2 separate regions of the Mus musculus genome follow, and region 1 is linked to region 2. Evidence: chromatin contacts called from public Hi-C data. All regions are on one chromosome and are shown on one strand. The core of a region is the stretch at or near the end of the contact, and the rest is flanking DNA. Distances in the headings are between cores, read along the strand shown.

Evidence for each region. A called contact is a pair of places that touch in the nucleus more often than the background predicts.
Region 1: a contact with region 2 is called in a Hi-C map of epidermal suprabasal cells, with 2.6 times the contacts expected there. The contact joins two enhancer-like sites. A contact is called at or near these places in 1 of 39 promoter capture datasets (embryonic stem cells), 1 of 15 datasets of contacts at CTCF or cohesin (hippocampal excitatory neurons), 8 of 484 Hi-C or Micro-C datasets (brain, embryonic stem cells, epidermal suprabasal cells and 5 more), 5 of 115 datasets of contacts at active chromatin or transcription factors (double positive thymocytes, embryonic stem cells, neural progenitor cells and 1 more) and 2 of 9 other capture datasets (embryonic stem cells and liver).

What each region holds. Positions count from the first base shown.
Region 1 is chr1:34,719,154-34,725,983 of GRCm38.p6, reverse strand. Arhgef4 (Rho guanine nucleotide exchange factor (GEF) 4) reads right to left here. Exons shown (of 14, transcript NM_001368773.1): 2 at 825-4,280. Among named protein-coding and RNA genes, the nearest start is that of Gm32920, 34 kb to the right of the region's middle. Within about 2 kb of position 3,158, at least 15 of the 459 cell types and tissues checked have an H3K27ac peak or open chromatin away from gene starts, as enhancers often do. A contact at or near this core is called in epidermal suprabasal cells, where this site is marked.
Region 2 is chr1:34,656,183-34,663,160 of GRCm38.p6, reverse strand. It overlaps Gm38647 (a long non-coding RNA gene), which reads left to right. Exons shown (of 4, transcript XR_865332.2): 3 at 4,351-4,634; 4 at 5,561-5,925. Among named protein-coding and RNA genes, the nearest start is that of Gm38647, 7.2 kb to the left of the region's middle. Within about 2 kb of position 5,565, at least 2 of the 459 cell types and tissues checked have an H3K27ac peak or open chromatin away from gene starts, as enhancers often do. A contact at or near this core is called in epidermal suprabasal cells, where this site is marked.

The DNA.
Region 1 (6,830 bases), core at 1,909-4,408, 65 kb before region 2:
ATCCTCAAGCTGTCTCATCTATGTCTATGGCAATATTGTAAAGTTGCAAAGGTAATTGAAACTTGACATGTTTTTTGTGATCTTACTGTTGAGTTTTGAGCCTTATTTGTGTGGTGATAGTTCTGCCATTGGACATGCGAGTTGCAAATGGGGGTTTAAACGCATCCTTGGAGGGTGGTGATGGAGTCACCTTGCACTTACATACATACTTTTGACATTCCAAGAAGCCCTGACCACCCTCCAGATGCCCTATCCTTCCGTGTGTGTGTGTGTGTGTGTGTGTGTGTTGAAGCTTTATAATGTTATATTGTATTCTGTATTTGGATTCAGTGAAGTAAATTTCCCTATGGTGTCTTTTAATATTGAATGTTTTTTTTTAAATTTTACCTTAAAAGTGATGCAAAGGGTGTTAAGGATGTAGCTCAGTTGGTAAAGTGACTGCCTAGCATGCATGAGGCCTTGGGTTCAATGCTTGGCACCCCACAAAATGCTGGGCATGGTGGTTCATGCCTGTCACCTTAACACTTGGGAGGTGTGGGCAGGAGGATCAGGAGCTCAAGGCCCTCCTTGGCTACACTGCAAGACGATGGCCAGCCTGACCTCTATGAGACCAATACTAAGAAATCTAGGTGGTTTAGTAGCTTGAAGCACTGCAGCCATGCCTGACCACTTGAATTCAGCTCACTGAACATTGTGAGAGCAGAGAGCCCATTGCCATTTGAGCTGAAGCAGCCCCTGCCCCAGAAACACTTACTAACTCAAGGGAACATCCCTCCACTTGTCTTAGGTAATGAACAAGTTGTTACCACCAACAGCTCACTTACCTCATTCCCAGGATGGTCCCTAAGGAAGGGCACTGTGCCCAGGCCATGGTAACACTGGCACTGGCTCTTGTCTTCCTTCTGGTCGTTCTGGTTTAGTGTTTGCAGAGAGAGTAAGAGGCTCGCCCTGGCCTTGGATGCCTTGGGCCGTTCGGGGACTTCTGAACTTCTGTTGGCGTCCTTGTCACTTCTGAGAGAGACCATGGAGACAGCACTAGTCCTGCCTCTAAGGCAGAGATCCATCCTCTGCGCCCCAGCCATGGGACTCCTGGGTTTGGGGCTTGTGGGTCTGCAGGGCATGCCTTGGTTCTCATAGGTCAAATGGCAGGCAGAGCTGCAGGGGAGGGCAAAACTGATGTCAATCTGCGCTGCTCCGGGGCTGGTGGCAGAGGTCAGCCAGGAAGACTTTGGGAAGACTCCAGAAGAGAGGTGCGTACTGCTTTCCTGGGCAGCAGTGCGTCTTATGGTCGGTTCACTTCTCCTCCGGTGTTCCGGAGAAGCCAGATGGCTGGAGGACAGAGTTGCAGGGGAGTTTAGGGGTGTCCAGTGCTCCCCAAATACATGGCTGTCGGTGTCAATCGTCCACTTCTCACAGTGGCCTCTGGTGGCTGGTGGGGAAGAGCAGAGGAGTTGGGGAAAGCCTGGTTCTGGAACCCCACTCACTAAAGCAGGTCGTTTGGAGCCTTCCGCATCTTTGCTTCTCAGAAACGCACGCCAGGAGCCCCGGGCTCGCCTGCGCTTCTCTTTCTCGCCTTTGACAGAGCCAGTATTTGTTTTCTCCATAACTTTGGCTTCAAAAAAATTGGTAAAGGTCTTATGGGCTAAGGCCAGCCTGGCTTTGATCTTGCTTTCTGTTGTTTTCAGTCTCTTGATGTTGTAGCTTTCTGGGGAAGGTCCTTCACCGCTGAGGTCCCCAGATGTCCCTACTTGAATCACACCAGATTTGGTCTCCAGAGATACGCTCTGGTGCACGTGGTGCAGAGGTGGTTCCCCCTGGCAGGGACTGTGGGGGACCCTTTCTTCGGGGCTAGGGCAAACTGGGTTCAAGTCCTCTGAGGTTAAGGCCTGGCTGTAGGGTATGTCCCCGCCAGGCATCTCCCTGGACCAGGGCATGTCAGTTCTTAAAGGGGTCATCTGAAGACAGGCAGGGTGCTGCTCTGACTCCAGCACACTCTGCTGAAACCCACCGCATGGTTCCTGGAACTCCAGTGTTGTGGTGCTTGAAGCCAAGACTCTTGAAAGGGGACCCTCTACCTCGCCCGCGCAGGCGCAGATTTCCGCATTCTCCGCATCGCCTGTGCCACACCTTCCTCGTTTGCGATCTGAGCTGGGCAACTCCTGGTTCTGCTCGGTGTGTACACACTCAGACCCTAAGTCCAATCTTTCCCCAAGCAGCTCGCCCTCCAGTGTCTCCTCTGAGCTCAAAGTGTCATCCGAAGAAGTCCTAGAGACTGGCACTCTCACGTGCTCTATGCCTTGGGCCAGCAGCTGAAGAGCCCCACCATCCACCTCTGCCCCTGGACATCCCAGCAGCTCACATTCATTGCCAAACACGGGCATTTCTGAGGCCCTGGAAGACTCATAAGCCGTGGCGCTTGTCCCCTTCTCTGGAAGGTGCCCACACTGTGGTTCTATGAGACAGTGAGCCTTCCTTGTAGAAGTCTGCCTTCCTTCCTGCTTTACTGCTATCATAATGAATTTGCAGCTGTGCCTGGAGGCCCCGTGGGCTCCTGGAGCCTGCCGCTGGCCAGAAGGGGAAGGCTCCGGGTCATCCCCAGGTCCCTGTGCACACTCACTCCCAGGGTTGCGGTGAGATACTTCCAATGTTGGGAAGTCCAAAAGACTTTGCAAGGCCTTCCCATTGCGTTGGAGGTCTAGAACCACTCCCTCTTCTGCTGCTTCTAAAGAGCCAATGACACTTGATTTCAGGGCTGTCCTTGGGGCACAGGCGCTATCGCTCTCTTCTTCCCAGGAACCTGCAAGCATTCTGTTGCACACAGGTACCTCACCATGGCAGCAGTGTTGTGGGAAGAGGGAGGCCCTATCAGGCGGCTTTCTCTCCTCCTGGAGAGCACTCATTGATGGGTAGTTCTCCGTCTGGCTTCCTGCCTCTCCGGAGATGTTTAGCAGGCACTGTTGTTTACTGATAACATCATCAGGGTGGACACCTTTGGGCTCCTCAAGTCTGCTTTCTGGGCTGTGCCCTGGCTTGCATTCAGCCGGCCTGGGCACTTCCTCTTGGCTGTTGAGCTTCAGCAATTCTGAAGTAAGGTGGGAAGGGGCTGGGCATGACCTAGAAGCCTGTTCTACCTGGTTTTCCAGTGGAAGGCCTACACAGGGTGTGTCTGGAGATGCCCTCTTAAAGCTACAATCACTCAGCTTGCACTCACCCTGCAAAGGAGGGGCCCTGCTTTGAGAAGTAGGAAGTAAACGAGACAGCTGGGTGGGCCCAGGAGACTGGGTTTTGTGAAGGATTGGGTGGTCGGGTTCTATTTCTGTCCCTTCCCGCAAGTAGGGCCAATTTGTACCTTTCTGCTTCAGAGGCTCTTTAGGACAACCTAAAGGAAATGAAGCTATAGAATGGGCCCTGACCAGAGTCTTTACCTGCCAGCAGAGGTACCCTTGAGGTGGCTTGGCATTGGCACCAAGATTTTCTGGGGTACTCTGGTGACACTTGGTGTCTAAGAGATAAGGTGTGCCCAATCGAGGTTGACAGGCTATGTCAAGGAAGGGATGAACCCAGAACAAGTCTGTGCCCACTGTGGACCTCGGAGCAGGCCCCTTCTTTGTCCTGATCCACAGAGGGAAGTCATTGTGCTGTGAGCCTGTGGGAGGTATCTTTGCTGCTGCAGTCCTGATGTGGATTTGTGGCCAGCTCTGACCTAGTTCACAGTGTCGACGAAAGCAAGGACAGACCACAGGGGCATCCAGATAGCCCCTAGACCTGGCCTGTTGCAGGTGGGGACTGCTGTTGCTGCTGGCATGCTTCGAGAAGCACACAGATGCTGGCACAGACTCCTGTACAAAGCTAGCCACACGGCTGCAGGGGCATGCTTCATCCCGTCTTCCAGCAGTCAACATGTGCAATTTACTTAGCTGAGAACCTGCCTTTAAGCCTGAGGGTAGATCCGGCTCTTCCTCTGTATGGAGCCCTTCGTCACAGACCAAATGCCGCCCTTGGGGAAGTCTAACTGTTGAGTCCTCAGGGCATCCCCAGCCTGCTTCTCTTTCGGAGAGGCCAACTCCACCAGTGAGGTCACCCGGGAGGGACTCCGCCTCAGAAGCACTTTCAAAGGGATCTGTTTTTGTATCGGATCCGGATCGACTTTCGCTCTTATGGGACAGTGTCTCCAAGTCCTCGGGGTTTGTTTCCTGTTCCTCCGAGTCTGCAGGGCCTGGGTGGAGCTGGTTGTCTTCACACTCTTCCTCACCTGGAGGGGGCACACCTGGCTCTGGAGTCTAGAAGGGCAAGAAGAGAAGAATCAGAGGAAAGTTCCCAGGACGTCAGCAAGCACATTTATACCATTATGCACACCTTTCTTTCATAGGAAGAAAATGCCCTTCATCACTTCCCAGATAGCCCCAGGAAGGAAGCAAAGGACCACGAGCTACCTTGCATTAACACAGGAAACAAGCACAGAGGGCAGAGACCTTGCCTCGTTGTGCAGAGCATGCCATGCAAGCCTGACAGCCTTAGTTTGGATCTCTGGGACTGAAATAAAACCACGTGCAGTAGCTCAAATCTGTAATCCCAGCACTCCTATGACAAGGTGGAAGGCAGAGACAGGAGCATAGCTAGAGGCTCGAGGATTAGCTAACTAGGTGTCGGCAGCAATAAATAAGAGAGACTTGATCTCAAGGCGGAAATCGAGGACTGACAATCAAGGTTGTCATCTGACTTCTACATGCATACTCTGGTACATATATACCCCCACACACATATGAACACACAAATACACAGATGTGAACAATTACTGCACACACACACACACACACACACACGAACAAACAAATAGAAATATGACACACACATGAACATACAAATACAAATATGAACATACACCACACATATTTACCCATATATCCCTCCACACACATATGCATACACACTCACACACACACGAACATACAAATACAAATATGACACACACATGAAGACACAAGTATACAAACATGAACAATCATTGCACACACATGCACACAAACATACAAATAAAAATATGACACCCACACATGAACATACACCACACATACCCATACATATCCTTCCACACATATGTACACACACTCACACACATACACTCATGCATATACACACTCACATTCACACACACAAACACAAGCATACAAATGCATAAGCATATATACACCACACACATACATACCCATCCATGCATACACACACACACACCTATACGCACATATATACATAAAGATGAAAAAGGGAAAAGCAATGAAAAGAAACCCAAACCATGGGGAGAAAATGTCATACAAGTTAAAACAAAGCCATCAAAAGGCAGAACAGGCCATGCATGCAAGAGCAGTTGAAGTACACACGAGTGTGCTGTATGAGTCACGGCGAGGAGTGCCTGCCCTTCTGTGAGGTATCCAGCAAGAAGAGGCAGATGAGTACTTGTCTGCCCTCGCCTCTGTCTGTTCTTGTGCAGCCCAGTAGTTTACAGTAAATGCTCTCACTCTTTGAATTTGTCTTGAGCTCCCATGGCCAGAGGCAGGAAAGGAAACAAGGGGAGTCCAGAGAGTCCTGAGACTGCAGACACGGGATGCTATGTATGCTCAAGGCAACTTAAGGGAACGAGGCAGAAACTGTATCAACCACATCTGGGAGCCACGAAGGCCTGGCATTGCTTGCCTTTTTGTTTGAGACAGAGTCTCTAATTGGCCTAGAACTTCACCAAGTAGGCTAAGCCAGCTGGCCTTGCCTTGGAAGTCTTGAAGCAGCCCTCTTTGCCCACCGCACTTGGCTTTTGTGTGATTCTGCAGAGTCAAACCCAGGCCCTCTTGTTTACAAAGGAAGCACTGTGCCAGCCCTCTAGCTACACTTTTCTTTTTTTAAGACAAGGTTTCATTATATAGCCTTTGCTGGCTTGGAACTCACTCTGTAGAGCGGGCTGATCCCAAACACAGAGACCCACCTGCCTTTGTCTCCAGTGAGTGCTGAGATAAGACATGTGCCCCGGTGACCAGCTTATACATTTCTTAATCCACTGTTTCAGCCATGAATTCCCTTGCATCCATTTAAAGAGTACAGATCTGAGTTATAAAAAAAAAAAAAGGTACCCACCTGCAAAAATCTATTTCTATGTCCCCTTAAAGGTCCCTGTCCCTTCCAGGCAATGTGCCCTACCTCCTGGTCCTTCCCAGGGTCAGGGATCTTGATATCTCTTAGTCTTGAGTTATCTGCCTGAAGTTTGACTTGGGCAAATTCTGCAGTATGTCTTTTGTGGTCTGGCTTCTTCCCTTTGGTGTGAACCCTATCCAACACATAAGGCCCATCATAGCCATGAATGCAGCCTAACACAAAACGTGGGGGGGGGTGTGTTTAAATATAACTGGACTACATGGTTCTCAAGCATAAATTTTGTAGTTGGCACCATGTAGTGATGTTCTCAATCTATGCATGCCTGTTAGCATTTCTCAGTACATGCAGTAGCCTCAACTGTGAGGTTATATTATTCAGCCATCAAAATTTCCCTCATCCCCCAGGCTATGGGCATAGCCACTTGTTCCCGAATCTAGTCAAGACAACTCAAATTTTGTACCCTTTCCAAGTATGGTTTCCCCAGGATGTGTGTGTGTGTGTGTGTGCGCGCACGCGCGCGCGTTGCACATGTATGCATGATACAACTATGGAGTTCTGAGGACAGTCTTGGGAGATGATTCTTCAGGTCTCATCTACGTTTTGCTTGAGACAGGGTCTTTCATTGGCCTACAACTTTGCCAGTGAGTAGTGAGCTCTGGTGGTCCACCCATTTCCACTGCCCATGTCAC
Region 2 (6,978 bases), core at 4,316-6,815:
TCCTCTGTGTCTGCTTCAGGTCCTGCCTTCCCTCCATGATGGACTGTAAGCTGTGCACTGGATTAAAGCCCTTCCTCCCCATGTTGCTTTTGGTCATCGCATTTCTCATGGCAACAGAAACCTAAGTAGAACATAATGCCCTATCTGGGAAAGTAGACATTTGTTCATGGCTGAGATTAAGTTCACAGTGCTGCTGGCTTGGGCTCAGACTCAGCTCTGGTATATATATAAAAACCAGATATATATCACCTAACAGTGGTCCAGAAGTGGTCTCCTCACTTAGGGTCAGCCGGGGCCCCTTCTCAATATAGAGCTTTCTCCTCCTCTGGGAGACATCACCCATTTTTGAGCTATGTGCTCTGTTCTATGGATGCACACTGAGTTGTCAGGCAAAGGAGGAAAACAAGACACTTGGCTACCCTGTCTCACTTTGATGAGGTTTCATTACAACCAGTGGATAACTGGCCCCTCAGGACAGCAACCTGCAATAGCAGGATCTTGGCCCTTGGTACAACTATGAGGTTAGAGCAGCCTTGACTATGGGGCTCATTCCAAGCAGCTCTGCCCTGACTCATTGCGTGATTGAAGTCAGCCATGCTGGAGGGCAGTGGTGGGCATAGCCCCATGGTAGGTGTCAGGAAGTACCGAGGTTGCACAGCCCTGTGCCTGTCAACTCTCACACTCTCATGCTGACCTGTTCTGGCCTGTAATCCACAGTAGTGCAAGAGACATGTGTGTCACTGTAGGGTTTGGGACTCGTGAAGCTCAGGGTTGGTAAAGCCACAGTGTCCCTGGTATCTAGAGATGCCATGCTATAGACAGAGCAGCCTGAAGAGTCCCTTAGAGACTCCTACTTATGTATCCTGGGATTGCAACTCATACCACAGAAAATAATTTCAGGTCAGCCTGGTGGCACAGGTCTGCCATTGCAGCTACTCTTGAGGATGGGATTGCATGATCAAATGTTCAAGACCTGTCTGGGAAACCTAGCAGCTAATGAAACTGACAGTTTGTAAAAAAATTTTTGGTAATTAAATAACTCATTGTACAAAGACACAAATGAATCTGCGTCTCTAACAAAGGATACTCCTGAACCTGAGTGCAAAGACAGAGATGCACCATGTGAGTCTTGGGTATCAGAGCCACAGGGAGCCCCATCCTCCTCCCCAGGGCCTCTGCTCCTCTATTGGTTAATTTTCCTGTTGCTGTGATAAAATGCCCAGATAAAAGCAGCTTAAGGGAGAAAAGGCTGACGCTGGCTCAGAGGTCTACGGGTTCAATCTATCATGGCAGGGGAGGAAGGCTTGGAGCAGGAAGCCAACTGGTCGGTCACATTGCATCCAACCTGGAAGCAAAGTGAACAGAAAATGGACTGGAACCAGAGAACCAGATGGCCTGCTCCTAAAGACCCAGTTCCTCCAGTGAGGTGTCATACCTGCCCCTGAAGGCTCCACAACCTTTTCATATAACATCCCCAGATGGAGAACCACATGAGCCTGGGGGGACATTTCACATGCAAACCAATCTGACCAGCAGCTCACCCTTTCCTGGCTCTCATTCTCCCCTTCCCTTTCTAGATCCGAGCATAGCCTTCTAGTCCCCGCAGAAGCAGGGTGTTTGTATTGGAGTTCTTTAGAGGAACAAAAGTAAAAGAACATAAAAGGGGACTAACTAGATTGACTTACATGATATGGTCTGGGTACTTCAATAATGTGTCTCTCCCAGGAGAAGCCAAGAACCCAGAAGTTGTTTAAACCAGAAGGCAGACTATCTCTGGTCCCAATATGGCACTGAAGGCCTAGAAGATTCTTGGGAAACCACTGGTCTTCCAAATTGGAAACCCAAAGGATCTCGTGTTAATTTCTGTCAGCATGATACAAAATAGAGTCATCTGTGAAGAGGGGCTGTCAACTGAGAAACTGCCTCCATCTGCTTGGCCTATAGGGATAGTGGTGAGGCATTTTCTTGACTGCTAAATAATGGAAGCAAGCTTATATTCCTCTGTGGTTGTCAAAGCTAGCAGAGCAGGTGCAGAGAGCAAGCCAGAAAGCAGCTTCCCTCCATGATCTCTGCTTCACTTCCTGCCTCCGACTCCATCAATGACAGACCATAACCTATAAGCTGGATGAACCCTGTGGTGATTTGAACATGCTTGACCCTGGGAGTGGCACTATTACTCCTAGTAGTGGCCTTGTTAGAGTAGGTGTGGCTTTGTTGGAGGAAGTGTGTCACCATGGAAGCTAGTCTTCTCATAGCATTCTTCAGATGAAAATGTAGAACTCCCAGCTCTGCCTGGCTGCTGCCATGCTCCTGCCTTGACGATAATGGACTGAATCTCTGAACCTGTAAGCTAAACCCAATTAAATGCTGTCCTTTATGTGAGTTATGGTGTCTCTTCACAACAGTGAAACCCTAACTAAGACAGAAGTCGATACCAGGGATTGGGGGATTGCTGTGATAGGCCTGAGCACGCTTTGGTTTGGAGGAATGTTCATTTTGGGACTTTGGAAAGCAGTGGAATGGTTTAGGTGGGTTTTAGTGGGCCATCCTAGTAGGAATATGGAAGACATTGGTGCTGTGGATGGTTTGAACTCTGCAGACCTGACCCAAGACGTTTCAGCGAAGAATAATTTCAATGTGTAGCCTAGAGACTGCTTTTGTGGTATTTTGATGAGAGATGTGGCTGCTTTTTTGCCCTTGTCTGAAGAGTCTGCCTGAGGCTAAAGAGATTTATATACTTTACATATACAATGGAAGTCTCAAAAAAAAAGCTCAGCAGAGACTTTGTTCTCTGGTTTTAATCTCATGAAGAACATTTTGGTCAAGTGTAGCAAGGAAAAGTTCAAAATGTATGGTTCAAAAACTAAATAGGCACCAAGAAGTAGAATTGAGCTGAATTTCATGTTCAAGGACATTAAATGGATTAAGAGAGCAGTGACCCTGGGGCAAGCTTCCACCCAGTTAAGCTTATTGTATATGAATCTGCAGTTGATCAAGGAATAGTTATAGCTTGTTAGGCATTATTACCTGGTTATTGTTTTCATTTAGATCTTTAATCTGGAATGAGTTACAATCCAGAAATAGAGGGTATAGCTGTGATCCAGATCTTGAGGCTGGAAGACACAGGCTTTTGATCTGGATCTTGAGGAATACTGGTCATAAAAAGCTTTGGTCAGGCATGGTGGTATACACCTTTAGTCCCAGGAGACAAAGGCAAGCAGATCTCTGAGTTCAAGGACAACCTGAGACAGCAAATAATAGGTGAAGAAAAGCTTAAGTCCAGGCAGGGTGGTTCACGCCTTGAATAACAGAACTTAGGAGATAGAACCATGCAGATCTCTGAGTTCAAGGTCAATATACAGAGCAAGTTCCAGGACAACCAAGCTCAGGCAGTGAAGGATTTAATAGAACAAGAGGGCCATGTTCCAGCCCCAGCAAGCAGCAAAACTCAGCAGCTTCAGCCATGTGGCCAGAGCAAAGGACTGTTGCTTCAGTCAACAAAGCAGAAAGGACCTGGGCATCAGACCTGGAGATACAGAGTTGGGAGTTTGTCTATCTGGTTTTTGGTCTTGCTTAGGACCAGTATTTCCTCACCATGAAGTTTTGGAATGGAATGTATATCTTGTGATGTTGGAGGTAGGTGATCTGCTTTTTGATTTTGATTTTATAGTGGTTTATAATTAAGTGATTCAATGAATCTCAGAAGAGACTTTGAACTTTTAACACTGTTGAGACTATTATAGACTATGGGGACTTTTAAAGTTGGACTAAATGTATTTTAGATGACACTACAGCTAGGTATGAATCCCATAGACTCATATGTTTGAATAAGTCTATGGGGGCTAGGGAGTGGCATGATTTCAATATGTTTGACCCCAGAAGTTGCACTATTAGGAGATGTGTCCTTGTTGGAGTAGGTCTGGCCCTGTTGGAGGAAGTATGTCACTGTGGGGGTGGAATTTGAGATCCTCCTCTTAGCTGCCTGGAAGACTTTCCTCTCCTGTTTGCCTTTGGAACAAGATGTAGAACTCTCAGCTCCTCCTGCACCATGCCTGCCTAGATGCTACCATGCTTCCTGCCATGATGATAATGGACTGAATGAACCTCAGAACCTGTAAGCCAGCCCCAATTAAATGACATCCTTTATAAGAGTTACCTTTGTCACAGTGTAAGCCAGCCCCAATTAAATGACATCCTTTATAAGAGTTACCTTTGTCACAGTGTCTCTTCACAGCAATGGAAACCCTAACTAAGATAAATCCTTTCCTCCCTGTGTTGGTTTTGATCAGTGTTTTAATGACAGCAGCAAAAAAAAAAAAGCAAACTAGAACAGCTATGTTCTGCTCTTAGCAAAGGAATCCTGCTGCATCAGGAGTAGGATCAACAGGATAGATCAACTTGCCAGCAAGAAGGAAAGCAAGCAGGCAAAGCAAGAGCTTCCTTCTTCCACATCTTTTCATCTGGCCTGCCACTGGAAGATGCCACCATCAATTAGGGCAAGCCTTCCAAGGACAAGAAAATCTCTCAGCTGTGTGCTCAGCCACTCACCTTGATTCCAGATCCAATCAAGTGGACGTTTAACCATCACAGTGTGTGCAGACTGAAAGTTGCTAATTAGATGTGATCACATCCCGGTAGGTTTCACTTAGGTCTAATTTTACCCATGATAGTTCCTGATGGTTGTGTGTGTGTGTGTTGGGTTGTGTGGTGTGTTTGTATGGTGTACACGGTACATGGTGTGTGTATATGTGCATGTGTGGGTATGCTATATATAATATGTGGGTGTCTTAGTCTTTGTATTCCTGCACAAAACATCATGGCCTAGAAGCAAGTTGGGAAGGAAAGGGTTTATTCACCTTACACTTCCACATTGTTGTTCATCACCAAAGGAAGTCAGGACAGGAACTCACTCTGGGCAGGAACCTGGAGGCAGGAGCTGATGCAGAGGCCATGGAGGGATGTTACTTACTGGCTTGCTTCCCCTGGCTTGCTCAGCCTGCTTTCTGGTAGATCCCAGGACTACCAGCCCAGGGATGGCACCACCCACAATAGGCTGGGCCCTCCCCTCTTGATCACTAAAATGCCTTACAGCTGGATCTTATGGAGGCATTTTCTCAAGGGAAGCTCCTTTCTCTGTGATAGCTCCAGTTTGTGTCAAGTTGACACACAAAAGCAGCCAGTACAGTGGGGTTAATGTAATATAGGTATGGTCTGTGTGATATAAAGGAATGCTCGTGTGTGTGTGTGTGTGTGTGTGTGTGTGTGTGTGTGTGTGTGTGATGTTGTGTTCTCTATAGAGTGAGGGCTGGAGGGGAGAGGGAAAGAATATATGTTTACACCATCTAAGGAAACCCCACTGTGTGTCCTCAGTTTTGGCTGTGGCAGCTCACAGGCACCCTCTTACCACTCACCTTTGCTTGGTTTGGTGAGTCCACCTCCACCAGAGGAGATGGCAAAGCCTCCCTGGGCTGGGAGCCAGGGCAGGTGGAGGTGGGTGTGTCTGGATGTGGCTGAGCCCTGGCTGTCATGCCTGTAACTCCTTCTCTTCCATCCTGCCTAGACCTGTTCTTGGCAGAGGAGAGAACATGGGACTCTACTCACCTTCAAGATTCAAGCATGGCTCCCAGAAGCTGTTTGGCCTACCATGAAACACCAAGAGGAGGTTTGGACAAAAGGGCTATCATCCCAAATATGCACTCCCAACCCCTAAGACCTGCTAGAGACCTTTATCCATGGGTGCTTGAAAGACAGGAGGTCCCTTTGACACGAAAAGAGAATGGAATGCTCTGTTCTTTATATGTCCCTTTACTGGGTGTCCTCAAGCAGTCACCTAAACTCTCTTAATCCCTAAAACCAGGTGAAAGAGCCTCCCATGGTTAAAAGTTGAGAGGATTAAATGAGGAAAATGGGCATCTGGCAAGGTGTCTGCTGCAAGTAGCTTCCTCTCTGTGACAGTTCATATTGATTGACAGTTTGAGTGGATAGAGAATTACACAGGAAAGAAACCTCCAAGCTCGAACCTCAGGGAGTTCTTAGATTGTGGGCTAGAGTTGTACGAGCTGGGCTCCTAGACCGAATAAAAAGGAGGGCATGAGCTGAGCACCTGAAGTTACCTTCTTCCTGACTGAGGATGTAATGTGACCTGCTGTTTCACACTCCTGCTGTAATGATTCAGTGTGATCCACTGCCGCACACTCCTGCTGCAGTGATGCAGTGTGACTGCTGTCTCACACTCCTGCTGCAGTGATGCAGTGTGATCCACTGTCTCACACTCCTGCTGCAGTGATGTAGTGTGACTGCTGTCTCAGACTCCTGCTGTAATGATTTAGTGTAACCACTGCCACACACTCCTGCTGCAGTGATGCAGTGTGATCCACTGCCTCACACTCCTGCTGCAGTGATGAAGTGTGATCCATTGCCTCACACTCCTGCTGCAGTGATGCAGTGTGACTGCTGTCTCACACTCCTGCTGCAGTGATGCAGTGTGACTGCTGTCTCACACTCCTGCTGCAGTGATGCAGTGTGACTGCTGTCTCACACTCCTGCTGCAGTGATGCAGTGTGACTGCTGTCTCACACTCCTGCTGCAGTGATGCAGTGTGACTGCTGTCTCACACTCCTGCTGCAGTGATGCAGTGTGACTGCTGTCTCACACTCCTGCTGCAGTGATGCAGTGTGATCCACTGCCTCACACTCCTGCTGCAGTGATGCAGTGTAACCTGCTGCCTCATGGTCCTGCTGCTGTGACTTTCTGCCATGATGCACTATACTCTCAAAGTGTGAGCCAGAATAAACCCTCCTTTGTGTTGGTTCAGGTCAGGTGTTTGATCACAGCAAAGGAAAGTGTAAATGATTGTTCTTTTCCCTGGAATGTGGAGCTCTGGGGTAAGATGAAACCAGGCCTTTGCCTGGAAAGTAGACAGAGGATTTTGCATAGGGGTTCCAATTTCTCCACAATCTCACCAACACTATTCATTTT